3 separate regions of the Mus musculus genome follow, and all the other regions are linked to region 1. Evidence: chromatin contacts called from public HiChIP or PLAC-seq and promoter capture Hi-C data. All regions are on one chromosome and are shown on one strand. Each heading gives the region's core, a stretch centred on a gene start, on an enhancer-like site or on the middle of the called end of the contact. The rest is flanking DNA. Distances are from core to core; before and after follow the strand shown. Region 1 holds the start of Lipt2 (lipoyl(octanoyl) transferase 2 (putative)). Region 2 holds the start of Chrdl2 (chordin-like 2). Region 3 overlaps Rnf169 (ring finger protein 169).

What was found. HiChIP or PLAC-seq counts read pairs in DNA pulled down with a chosen protein or histone mark. Capture Hi-C pulls out chosen DNA fragments and counts their contacts.
Region 2: a contact with region 1 is called in a promoter capture Hi-C map of adipose tissue. The contact joins the promoter of Chrdl2 here to the promoter of Lipt2 in region 1. A contact is called at or near these places in 14 of 39 promoter capture datasets (the 3T3-L1 cell line, 3T3-L1-derived adipocytes, the SN4741 cell line and 8 more), 3 of 484 Hi-C or Micro-C datasets (liver, muscle stem cells and pancreatic cancer cells), 4 of 115 datasets of contacts at active chromatin or transcription factors (bone marrow-derived macrophages, embryonic stem cells, microglia and 1 more) and 1 of 9 other capture datasets (adipose tissue).
Region 3: an H3K27ac HiChIP or PLAC-seq map of microglia shows a contact between it and region 1, with 4 times the contacts expected there. The contact joins the enhancer-like site here to the promoter of Lipt2 in region 1. A contact is called at or near these places in 2 of 115 datasets of contacts at active chromatin or transcription factors (microglia and pancreatic cancer cells) and 1 of 9 other capture datasets (adipose tissue).

Annotation. Positions count from the first base shown.
Region 1 is chr7:100,156,284-100,160,550 of GRCm38.p6, reverse strand. Lipt2 (lipoyl(octanoyl) transferase 2 (putative)) reads right to left here and starts at 1,274. Exons shown (of 2, transcript NM_026010.2): 1 at 804-1,274; 2 at 1-377. The coding sequence starts at 1,269. The coding sequence ends at 148. It overlaps Gm51452 (a long non-coding RNA gene), which reads left to right and starts at 375. Exons shown (of 2, transcript XR_003946658.1): 1 at 375-456; 2 at 2,420-4,267.
Region 2 is chr7:100,003,747-100,007,985 of GRCm38.p6, reverse strand. Chrdl2 (chordin-like 2) reads right to left here and starts at 1,582. Exons shown (of 11, transcript NM_133709.3): 1 at 1,339-1,582. The coding sequence starts at 1,420.
Region 3 is chr7:99,963,274-99,967,408 of GRCm38.p6, reverse strand. The region is part of intron 1 of Rnf169 (ring finger protein 169); the gene reads left to right. Among named protein-coding and RNA genes, the nearest start is that of Rnf169, 15 kb to the left of the region's middle. Within about 2 kb of position 1,693, at least 110 of the 459 cell types and tissues checked have an H3K27ac peak or open chromatin away from gene starts, as enhancers often do. A contact at or near this core is called in microglia, where this site is marked.

The DNA of each region.
Region 1 (4,267 bases), core at 25-2,524:
TCAGAGTAGTTCTGGGGACTCAGTCAGACTAGCAATTGCTCAGGGCCTGTCATGGTCAGTGAATCAGAGTAGTTCTGGGGACTCAGTCAGACTAGAAGCTTTCTATTGTAGAACCATCATCCCAAGGATAAGGTGAATGAATGTCCTTCAGCTGGGGCTGTCCTCAGAGATTAACGTGCACTTGAAAGTCTCCTTGAATGCCACAAGGAATGATGGCATTACTTCATCCACAGTGACAAGTCTTTGAAGCGCCTCACTCAGGGAAGTGACTCCAGTTCCAACCAGTCCACAAGGCACAATGTGCTCAAACCATGTGAGGTCGGTTGAACAGTTCAGAGCCAAGCCGTGGGACGTGATGTGTCTTCCACAGCGGACTCCTGCAAGACAAGCCAAAATATCTTAGCATAGTTATACTTCCCTTCTTTGGGAGCCTCAGGATCCCTCTGGGGCTGAAAGGTAAGGAGGCCTGGGCACAATCCCTTGAAACTTGGATGGAACACTGACTGGATCTGGGGGCTAAGTCAATGGCGGTGGGGGCTGTGGTTACACATCAGCTGCCCTTATTTTCGAGATTCGTTTAACACAAGAATTGCGTTTGCATTGGAAGTTTTAAATTTTGGCATCCTGTCTCCCGTTATGAGTCACAGGAAGAAACCTGGCAATTCATACTGAACTAGAGGACTCTTTTGTCTCAGCTCCATGAGGGAGGTCAGTGGCTCATGCCCAGAGTTCATGTCCAGCCCAGCGCTCCCCGATGTTAGCCCTGCCCAGGCTCCGCCCCGGTCCCGCCCCGGCGCGCTCACCGATCGCGCAGATCTTGCGCTCCCCCAGCCAGACGCCAGTGTAGGGCGGCGGCCGCGCGCGGGCGCCCTGCAGGCCCCGAAGTTCGCACAGTCGCACGGCGCACGCCTCCAGCGCCGCCACGTGGGTGCGCAGGCGCAGGCCTAGGAGCCGCAAGTCAAGCACCGGGTGGCAGAGCAACTGGCCCGGGCCGTGGAAAGTGGCCAGGCCGCCGCGGCCGGTGGCGCGCACCTCGGCGCCCAAGGCCCTCAGCCGCGTAGTCTCCTCGGGTGTCAGGCCACCGCGTAGCCCGCCCGTGTATACGGGCCCCGCTGGCTCGCAGACCAAGAGCACACCCGCTTTGGTCCCCGACAGGGTCCCAGGGCGAGGGTCTGCCTGTAGCCGCCGTAGCCAATGCTCCTGCAACGCCAGCAGCTCCGAGTAGTGCACCCGACCAAGCCAAACGAGCCGGACCACAGGCAGCGACATCGCGCGGGAGGCGGCGTGCGTGGGCCACGCCTTCTGGCGGGTCTCGGGGCGGGGACTCTGGGCCACGCCCCTGAGCTTCAGCCCGAGTGGAGCTTCAGTTCCCGCCTACCTGTGTGACCCGAAGTCCAGGCAGGATTGGTCTTAACCACCCATTCATTCCAATAATCATTTTTTAGTATGTTCTGTGTTCTGCAGGAACTTGGACCGTGCAGTGTAGAGTATTTGAGAAACGAAGATCCAACCCTGGAAGCTTAGGTGTTCACAGCTGACAAGCTAATATTAAAGTTTTTTTTTTTGACAATATTCAGAAATTGTCTTTCTGTTTCACCATGTAAATTCTTTTTTTTAATTTAATTAATTTATTTATTACGTATTTTCCTCAATGATGGAAAGAAAAACAGAATTCAGTAATATGTTGAGTTCCTCGAAAACTGAAAGGGAGACTAGTGTGCAAAGAGGTTTATTGTGGATCGGTGTGGGACGTAGCAGGTACTTCAAGATATATAAGACTTGAAAGAAACAGGATTAGGCAGAAGCTGTAGTTGAGCAGAGAAATAGTTGCATTAGATTCTTTCCTTAGCTATCCCCCAGGAATGCTCCGAGTCTGGCCTGACCCATTAGAATTATTCTAGATTAAAGCAAATGGGACATCCTACATAGATGGGTCACAAAAACAAGCTACTCCTGGGAAGGCACCGTTACCTTTGTAGGAGTTGCTTCCATTATGAAGCCCTGATCTCTGAAGGGAGCTCCAGCTTGAGTCATCATACAACCCAGTCCCAGAAGCCGAGGGAAGGACAGGGGACGGGAAGCCAGAATATCAAGATTAATTGTGATTAATTGGCCCAGAAACCCTTCCTGACCTGAGCTTTATACAACAGAGAATGTGCCAGAAAAGTCCCCAGAACTACAATTTGGAGAGGTAGATGTCTTATCAAAGTCTTATAAAGGGTCCTGAGCCCTCAGTCCCCAAGGCTTTTACTTAGCCCACTAGCTCACGCCCATTCTTGGGAGTGTTTTTCTTTTTTTAATAACCAGCCCCTGTTTCTAACCACACTGTGTGTCTCTGGTGTGGTATTCTAACCTGGGACATAATCTCAGATCTGCACTGACCACTAATTTTTTCCCCTTTTCTTTATTTCCTTTTCAGATATCGGCCTAAAGCCTGAGCCTACATCGTTGCACTGTGGACTTTCTCACTCTCTGAACCCCTCCACCTCTGCCATGCAGGTTCTCCCCTCCCTCCTCCATCACAGAAGATCCTCCTGCCTCTGCCTCCTACGTGCTGGGATGGACTTTGACTGTTAATAGCTCCAGTAACACTGAGTGTGGGTGGGCCAGGAAGCAGAAAGAGGAAGAACAGAATACCAACCAGAGTGAGGCTCAATGCCAAGAATTAATAAGGCGGACAGACTGGCATGGGCAAACATATATAATAGCAGGTTTCAGAGCGGATGACAAAAGTTATTGTGAGTCATCAACATGGGGATGTGGTTTAAAAAATAAACATTGAGATAGCTCCAGGCTCTGGGAGAAGAAGAGACATTGGGAAACCCTGTTCCAGAGCACCTAAATCTTATTAATAATTCCGTGTAGGGTGGGGAAAGTAACTGCAGCGATTTGGTTCCTGCACAAGATGAACTCAGTGTTCCTGCTGAATACTTGTCCTGGTGTGAAGCAGAATAAGGAGGAAAGCCAGGGATCTGGGTACATCTTCTGTTCCGTCACTGTGTGTTTGCACTCCTATGGGGTAGGTGATACACAGTTTGATTCTTGGGTCCTCATCTCCTCTAACTAGTGTCTGACACCTATAGGGCCTTAGTAGATATTTGCAGAATGAAAGAACAACCGTTTAAATCATTTGTTGTGGGTGTCATTGAACTGAGACCCTTCACCAAGGCCATGTGGCAGCCTCCAAGCCCCTAAAATGATCCCAAATTTTCAGGACCTAAGGAGGTCATTGTTGTAAAAGGTGTTTACTCGTAGCATGCTGAATCCAATCTACACCCGCCAGGCTCAGCCTAGAGTCTCCCTCCCCACCCTGCCCCCCTCTTATTTCCCTCAACACTACATCTGAACCTCTGCTGACTCTAATCTACCTCGGTTATCCTGGATTAGACTCATTACCTGCCCCTTGCCAGTCCCATGGCTCTAGAGCACAGATAATAGTTACCACTTAGATAATATTTGTCATGTGTTAGACACTCTAAAAAATTTAAAATCATCAATGCATCTACTGTCTGTCATGAGAATGCTATGTTAGAAATATAGTTGGATACATTTACTCTTTCTTTTTTATTGGGTATTTATTTCATTTATATTTCCAATGCTATCCCAAAAGCCCCCCACACGCTCCCCCACCCACTCCCCTACCCACCCCACTCCCACTTCTTGGCCCTGGCGTTCCCCTGTACTGAGGCATATAAAGTTTGCACGACCAATGGGCCTCTCTTTCCACTGATGGCTGACTAGGCCATCTTCTGATTCATATGCAGCTAGAGACACGAGCTGGGGGGGAGGGGGTAATTGGCTAGTTCATATTGTTGTTCCACCTATAGGATTGCAGATCCCTTCAGCTCCTTGGGTACTTTCTCTAGCTCCTCCTTTGGGGGCCCTGTGATCCATCCAATAGCTGACTGTGAGCATCCACTTCTGTGTTTGCCAGGCCCCGGCATAGTCTCACAAGAGACAGCCATATATGGGTCCTTTCAGCAAAATCTTGCTAGTGTATGCAATGGTGTCAGCGTTTGGAAGCTGATTATAGGATGGATCCCCGGATATGGCAGTCTCTAGATGGTCAATCCTTTCGTCTCAGCTCCAAACTTTGTCTCTGTAACTCCTTCCATGGGTGTATTGTTCCCAATTCTAAGAAGGGGCAAAGTGTCCACACTTTGGTCTTCATTCTTCTTGAGTTTCATGCGTTTAGCAAATTTTATCTTATATCTTGGGTATTCTAAATTTCTGGACTAATATCCACTTATCAGTGAGTACATATTGT
Region 2 (4,239 bases), core at 333-2,832, 150 kb after region 1:
CTAGGAGGAAACTCTCAGGGCTTAAGGAAGGAGGGGGTATTTACTGAATATTTGACAGTATGCATCTGAAAGCATCACTCCCTTTAGTCCTCCCCCACATCCTTAGACCTTGGTTAGTAGCTCTTGTTTGCCGATGAAGAAACTGAAGTTCACAGAAGTTTGAAAAATGACTCAGGTGTAAGAGGCAGTCAGGAATTGAAGCCAAGTCTGAGCTCTCTGTGTTGTCTTATGAGACATGAGGGTGTCCATAATTCTCATGCCACTGACAGGCTAGGGGACGTCAGACAGACATGCAACATTTCCATTCCCAGAAGCAGGACAGAATCTAGCCTCACTAGCTCCACAAAGCCAGTAGCCAGTCAGAAGCAGAGCTGGCAGGTGGAGCCAAGCCTGGAAAAGGTTGTCAGCTAGGGGGTGGGGACCTGGGTCTTCAAGTTTGGTGGCCTGGAGCAAACTACTGTCCTTGTTGGGCTCTGTTTCTTTATTGGGGAGGTTCAGAAGGAGTCACCAGCATAAGGAGGGGCAGTTAGGAAACAGAGGCTGTGGTCCTGCATAACCTACTGTTTGAAGTGGAAACTCTGGGGGCTTAGGCAGCTGATACACTTTGATGAGGCCACCTTGTAGCATCTCTATACAAGCTGCTCTGCCTGCTCCCTGTCATTTAATACATTTAACGGCTTTAAGAGGCTCCTATTTTATAGATTAGAAAAGAGATGGTGAGGTGCCCTCCGTGTCTGACCCATCAGCTGGCACACAGTGAGGCTGGGAAGATGAAGAACCTCATCTTTTTTCACCACGCCCCGATGCCTTCCAGTCTCACAGCCCCACATCGGGGTGTCTCCCAGACGCTGTAAAGGCAGGATTTGGAATTAGACTCTTGGCTTTGGATAGCTTACCAGCTTCGGAAACTTTCTTCTCTTTGCCCTGCCGATTTTACTCATCAATTAAATGTAATGATGACACCTCATGGAGTGTTGTGAGTATCAAAAGCGATAATGGACTCCACTTTGTTCATCTTTCAGCCCAGGAGCTCATCAGCCTTTCCGTCTTTCACACTCAACACATCAGGCTGCTGGGAGTAAAGTCCCTTCCCACAATGCACACTGCTCTTCCCCCAGCAGCACCCCAGAAAGAAACTCTGCCAAACTTTTCTCCCCCCAAGACTCACCAGCCCACACTGGTCATGGAGCAACATCTACCCCTGCTATGCAGGTGCTGCCTGGATAAATGCAAGCGTTAAGGGGTCCCCAGGTCCTAACTAACATCTTCCAGCAAAGTACATCCCACTGGTTCGCATCCCTCCCCTGCCTGCCCAGACTTTGCCTGGTTTCTACTTACGGGATAGTGCTTGCGAGTCCAACGGGAGCCAGAACATCACGAGTCCCAGCAAAGAGGGGATGATCCTCACCCCGGGAACCATCCTTCCTTGTCCCAAGGTCAGACAACCCCGGGATGAGCCGGGAGAAAGTGAGATAAGGACACAAGTAAGTCCTCAGAGGACCAAGTAGGACCGCTGCTTGAGGAGTCGGAAAAGCAAAGATGAAGAGGAGCCAAGGACAGGAGAGGTCTAAGGTGAGGATGAGAGGACGGTGGGGAGGGGACGAGGAGAAGAGAGAGAGAGAGAGAGAGAGAGAGAGAGAGAGAGAGAGAGAGAGAGAGAGAGAGAGAGAGAGAGAGAGAGAAATTAGTTGGGGAAATGAAGAAAAAGGCTATGGCAGAGAGGGAGAAGGTGCTAGCTAGAGAACCGGGATCTGCGGGGTGCGGTCACCGGGGTGCAGTGTCCCTGTGGCGCTGGCTGGCGGCGGCGCGGCGGCGCGGGGTCCGGCGCGGGTCTGGGGCGCGGTGGGGCGACAAGACCCTCGGTGGCGGCGCGGGGGAGGTTGAGCGCTGCCGCTGTGCACGCCTCGGGCGCCAGACGCCGCGCTCGGGCGCATTTGTACTTTGCCGCGGGAAGCCTGCAGCCCTGGGCCGCCCTAATGCTGGCGCCTCCTCTGAGGCACCGCGAGCTCGTGGATTGGCCACGAGAAACAAGCCCATTTCTCCCCCTCCCCTTTAGTGCAGGGCTGGGAACCTTCGCTCCAGGCAAGGCGCCGAGTGGAGACGAGGGGGCTGGGGAGGGGGAAGGGGGCCACAGACGCCCCGGGTTTTAACCCCTGGCTCCCCGCGGTACGCAGCCTGCAAGGGGAACCAACCCAGTTAGATTTCAGATGAAACTGAGTGGGGAAGGTCATAGTACGGGTCTGGGAATCTCAGGATTGGGTATTTGGTGGGGGAGTGCAGAGACACTTGCCATTTTGAACACAGTCTGTGTGCTTGCACATAGCGCCTAGGAGAAAGGTTTTCTCTCCAGCACTAAGATAATGATTTGAGTTACTTTAAAAGTCTTCAATATCGTCCTGCAAATGTCGCAAAGGATTAAATAAGATTTGGAACATCAAAGCACTTCAACTTTGGAGGAAAGCCATTTCAGGTACCTGGAATCTCCCATTGGCAGGTGGTGGTCCTAGGCATCATCCCCAGATGAGAGGTAGCTTTGCTATGGAGTCACTGCTGCTACCACTTACCAAGCAGCCCAGGATGAACTCTTTCTACAGGCGAGGCCCCACTGCTCTGCATGCGCCAGTGACAGCCAGGGTCAGAGCTTTGTCCTTTCACCAGAAGGTGAGCACGCTGATCCAGAACCCCAGCAGCCTGGGCAGGCTGTTGCTCCAGACCTCATGTTAGGTGAGCTCCTGAACTAATAGGACCCTAAGAAAAGAACAAGCTCTGTCCACCCCAGAGCACACAGGCTCTGCAATGAGAGGGCAGACTCAAGGTGCTGGCGCCATCCACAGCTTGCTGGGCCACTGTGGGCAAACACAGTCGTCCTGGCTTTGGACCTTGATTCCTGAGCATCTCTTACACAGCTACCAGTGTCTCAGACCAGGACAGGTGTAAGGATGGAGAAGTGGCAGGCCACACCCCATTCCAGGTTATCTGACTGGCAGGGTTAAGGCTGCACTCCTCACGCCAAGTGAGCAGTGGGAGGAACCAGTGACCAAGAAAGCCCCTACTCAGGGCTCTCAGAGTGAAGACAAACATGAGCTCCTTCCAGTCCTCCTCTGACTTAGGTTCTCCTTGTCAAAGCTCTCCTCCACTCCACCCTCCTGGATACAGTGTTTGCTAAGAAGTAATCTCCCCCCCCCCCCCCGTCTCTGCTAATGTGTGCTCTGTACCTGTCTTGATGTCTAAGGTTGCCAAAGGTGGGCTCATTGGGTTCTAAACCCTGTTCATTCTGCTTTCCTGAAGGGTCTCTGCCACCTCAGCTTTCCTCAGAGCTCTGGTGTCTTCAGTCCTTACTCACAGTCCTTTCCCACAGCCTGTCTTCAGGTCTCCTGTCCCTGGTCCAGGCGTTCCAATGTATTTTCCCCCACACTCTCCACAAGAGTTGTGCTGATCATTTCAACGACAAACCAGATGCCCCCTTGCCCCCCTTGAACCCATTCTGGCCATCTTGGAACTCGTATGATTAAGATGTATAACATTCAGCATTGACTTTAAGTCTGTGCACATTTGACTCCTGACTCCTTTCTGTCACCGTCACCCACTCTACCCACCCTGTACCCACCCTACACCCCCTACACCCACTCTGTACCCACTCTACCCACCAGTATCCTCCTACCCCCTCCACCTTTACCAACCACTCGCCTCCCCCAAGTGCCCATGCATTTCACACCTCTGTATCGTTGTACACATTTTCCTTCTGCAAGAAGATCAGTTTCCTTCTGCTTCTAAATCTTGGGCCATGAGCAAAGTAGACCAGGATTTTCTGACTGAGTCTCATCTCCACTCCTGTCTTGCCAAGTTGCACCAACTGGCTTTGGCGATCCTCCGGCCTCAGCTTCCTTGTGACTAGAAAAGTAGGTATGTACCCTTGTTCTGCAACTTGTGACTTCGAGCTGCTTGTTTATTTTTGCCGTGTGTCTCTCTCGTGTGCACACTTGTACACTATGTGCACACCTGTATTTGGTGCACACGTTCCCGCACTTGCACGTTGTGACCAGATGAGGGCAGTCGTTGTCTTGCTAGATCACTTTCCACCTTATTTGAGTCTACCTGTATGGGAAAGAATCTAGTACCCAGCTAGCCAGCCCCAAGGATTCTCCTCTCACTTTCCACAACAGACAATGCTGGAGTTACAGGCTTTAAGACACACACACACACACACACACACACACACACACACACACACTTTTTATT
Region 3 (4,135 bases), core at 444-2,943, 190 kb after region 1:
TGTTGCATATGTGTTAGAGGGGGTTAAAAGCTACCAAAACTTACTCGTTAGGAGGATGATAGTGTCATGTCGCTTTATACAGAACTAAATGTTGAGGCTGTGGAAACAGTGTTGAGGATATATGGGAGACAAAGAGTTTGAGAAACAGGGAGCCTGCCATTGGGTGTGCACATACACTGTTTTCAGTAATGCTGGAAGATGAGATGAGATGAACTGTTAAGACAGAGCCATTTTATGGTTAAAGAATCAAATTAGCAAGGATGAATACTGGAGGTAAATCTAGGAGAGGGTACAATTGAATGCAAGTCGGTTTGGTTCTGGATCCCGGACTGTTTCTAACTTAGGAATCATTTTGCTAATGGTTGTTGTCTTAGTCAATGTCCTATTGCTATTATAAAGGAAAACATTTAATTGGGTCTGGCATACATTCTTAAGTTTAGTCCATTATCATCATGGCAGGGGGCATGGTGGCATGCAGGCAAACCTGGTGCTGGAGAGGCAGCTGAGAGTTCTACATCCAGATCAGCGTGGGGGGTGGGGTGGGGAGGAGGACCTGGCTTGAGCATTTGAAACCTCATCGCCCACCCCCAGTGACACACTTCCCCCAACAAGGTCACACCTCTAATAGTGCTACTCCCTGTGAGCCTATGGGGGTCAATTATATTCAAATCCACAATTGTGAATGATATTTTGCCTCACATGGCAGCAGAAATCGAAAGCTGTTTTTCCATGGTGGTGGTGGCTGTGTTGCTGTGGACACCTGAGGATAAGAGCTCTGAGGCCCAAGCCCTTCACTGTGGCTGCTTCTGAGCCCTGTGCCTACATCTGATCCTGTGGCTCTTTAATCATAGACTTTACTGATGGTCCATCACAGGTTGCCTAACAAGAAAATGGCGTCTTGGGGGTTGTTTTTAGACTCAGCATGGAAGTCTTATTTGCTTGACTATTTCTATTTCTGCTTTTGCAAGTCTGTCTGACCTTCCTTGTGTATTCCCAGGGCCTATGTCTCTGTTGTGACAGTCACTCAGTAATCATTGCTCCAACTTCATCCCTCCCACCCCTGCCACTCTCAGAGGCATGTCATGTCACTTTGCACTTTAGATGCAGAGATACATTGTTTTGTGTCTAACCCCCGGGGTCTAGTCCCGCCTTTAGGCCTCCTCAGCAGCCATTTCCAGCCTTCTCCACTCAGCATCGTCTTCCCTTGCTGTCTAGCGCATGCATCCTATGTTCCGCTCTAGTTCACAGTGCACTCACACAGTTTACGAGTGGCTTTCTTGGCTTTGCTAGAATGTTTTCTTGATCCCTGCCATAACTAACCCCTTGCAGGGAGCCTGGCCCTTTTGATTATGTTAGCGCCTGTTGGTCCTTTCTTTTCCCTTCAGATTTATTCCTGTGTCTGCATTTGCCATATAATTACTTCATCTCATAATTTGAAAAAAATAGTTGGGTCTCATTTGTGCTTTTATCATGAAATTGTGTTTTACTTACAGTGCTTATGAAGTATGTGGATTTTAAATTCTTCTGGGTACAGTGGAACAGATTGTAGCAGACAAAGACTCCTGCTGAGAATAACTAGAAGAGCCTTATTTAAAAAAAAAAAAAGAAAAAGAAAATCCACATGAGAGCACTGTAAGGTTGCCAAGGCAGCCAGAGCTTCAGATTTGGATTCTTGGTGAGGGGAGGAAGCAGCTAGTGAGAAGCAGAGAGTCAGCTGTGCTCTCCTCGTGGGCCTGAGGAGATAGAAAAGTGTAGCTCAGGGCGCCAGGCAGCCAGACTCGAGAGGCCAGGACCCTAGTAAGGAGGAGCATGGCCCCACCTCCTGACCCTTGGAGCATCTGCTGGTTAAAGTGGGTAGGGTAAAAAGGCTGGGGAGCCTCACAGAAGCCTTGGAGAAACAGGCGGCCTTAGCGTTCCTTCAGGGTAGAGGAAGAAAATGCCCGGGAGCTCCTGAGGAAGACAGGCCTGATGAATGCTGGGATCTTCGTTGGACCCCTGTGGGGTGTGCACAAGGGCAGAGTCAAGTTTACAGTCTGGAAACTGCAGGCAGTTTGGAGTCTGTTCATGTTCTCTTTAGGTTGTGGGGTGATTTACGTTCATTCTGACTGCTGTTAGGGAACATGGCGAGCCTCAGCAGGGAGATGATGTCATCCAGAGCTGCTGTGAGGTAGGTGTGTATTAATCATGCTGATTTGGATGGCATTGCTTTCTTGGTGTCCTCCACCCCCTCTGGCTCTTACATTCCTTCCTTCTGTCTCTTCTTCTTAGGGTTCCCTGAGCCCTGAGGGAGGGATTTGATGGAGCCTTGCTGTTTAGGGCTGAGTATTCCAGGCTCTCTTATTCTCTGCATAATGTCTGGTCATGGTCTCTGTGTTTGGCCCATTTGCTGCAGGAGGGAGCCTTTTTGCTGATGGCTGAGCAAGGCAGTAGTGTTTGATTTTACCCTAGGTCGTGGGCTATAATAATTTCCTATGTCCTTTGTCTGTTAGAGGTGTGTGTGTGTGTGTGTGTGTGTGTGTGTGTGTATTTTAGTATGTGAGAGCACAGAATCTGATTTCCAGGGTTTCAATCATGTTTTTCATACACTACTGGGACACAGGCAAATTATACTCTCTGTACCTCAGTTTCCTTCTTTGGAAAATGGTGATAAAGGCGCATTACAGAGACATTATGATGAGTGAGTTAGGCATGGGCCTGGCATATCCTATATTTGGCTCCTATTAAAGGATGGTTTATTTTAACCTGGTAAGGGTGGACGGTTGAGAGCATTTCAGGCATAGATGTGGGACAGAATGTGGTTTAGCCAGGAGCCATAAACTGTAAGGAAGGAGTGAGGTGATGTAAAACTGCGGAGGTGGCAGAGACTGTGCCCCGTGACTGACTCTTACACTGTATTGAAATATAAGTGGTGTGGAACCAGCTCTGGTAGTTAGAGACAATTATCCCTTATGTTTGAAGAGAGTGCAACACTCTCTAGTTAAACATTTTGTGGTAGATATTAATTTAGCCATGTATTTGAATGGTGGTAAATAACTCACCAAACACGTTTACAGCTTACAACCTTTTAGAATCATCGTTTTATGTCATGTCTGTAGTTTTGAGATGTGGTTGTAATATTGTAAAATTACAAATGACAAATTACAAGGACAAATGGCTAGTCAGAATATTCACATTAAGACATAATAGGTTTTAAGACTCAAGAAATCCAAAATTCTCCTTGAACTAGTGTTAACTAGTAAGCTGGATTGTTTTTTCAATGCCCCAAAAGCAGAGAAGAAATCATTGCTAGAGCATTGCAATGCATGTTAGAGCACTGGTTTAATGCAAAGACTAAATTTTTCAAAACTACTAAGTATCTGGATTTCTGTAACTAATTTCTACCACCAAATAGGGAGTTAGAGATAGTGTTAAAAAAAAAAAAGAAATCCAAAATTCTCTTTTGTTCTGCTACCTTCATAAGAAATTAAACTTTGTGAGAGGGGACACTCAGGCATGTTCAGGGACTAGCGGACAGTTGACTTTGGCCTTTGGAATTGGTAAGCTAGCATCTTCCAGTAGAGTAGAGTAGGGTTCTTTTTTTCTAATACTGCATTGAAGGAATAGAGAGATGGTTCCATGGTTAAGAGCACTGGTCTCTTACAGAGGATTCAGGTTCACTTCTGAGCACCCACATGGCGGCTCACTATTGTCTGTGATTCCCATTTCAGAGGATCCAGTGTCCTCTTCTGGCCTCCACAAGCAGATGCATGGTGCACAGATAGACGTGCAAACAGAACATCCATGCACAGTAAATAAAAATAAAAAAGTCTACATTGAATGTGGGTGTTTGGGGCAAGTAGCAGAATGCCTGGTAGTTCATTAACTAATCACTGGTCACCCTGCCCAGAGAATCCATTTTAAGAAGGACCTTTAAGGATGTTTTTCTGTTCTTAGAATGTACATTGGACTAAAGACCTGTGCTTAGGTTACTGACCACAGGTGTGTATCTTTCTTAAGGCACCTTCCTTGTTCCTTGGGAGTTTCTCTTCCTGATATGCAGAGTCAGAGGGCAGGCATCAGGAAATTCTGTCAGCCTGGATTCCTCTATGAATGGGGATATTCTGTGCTCTCATGCATCCAGAGCCACGTCTAGCAC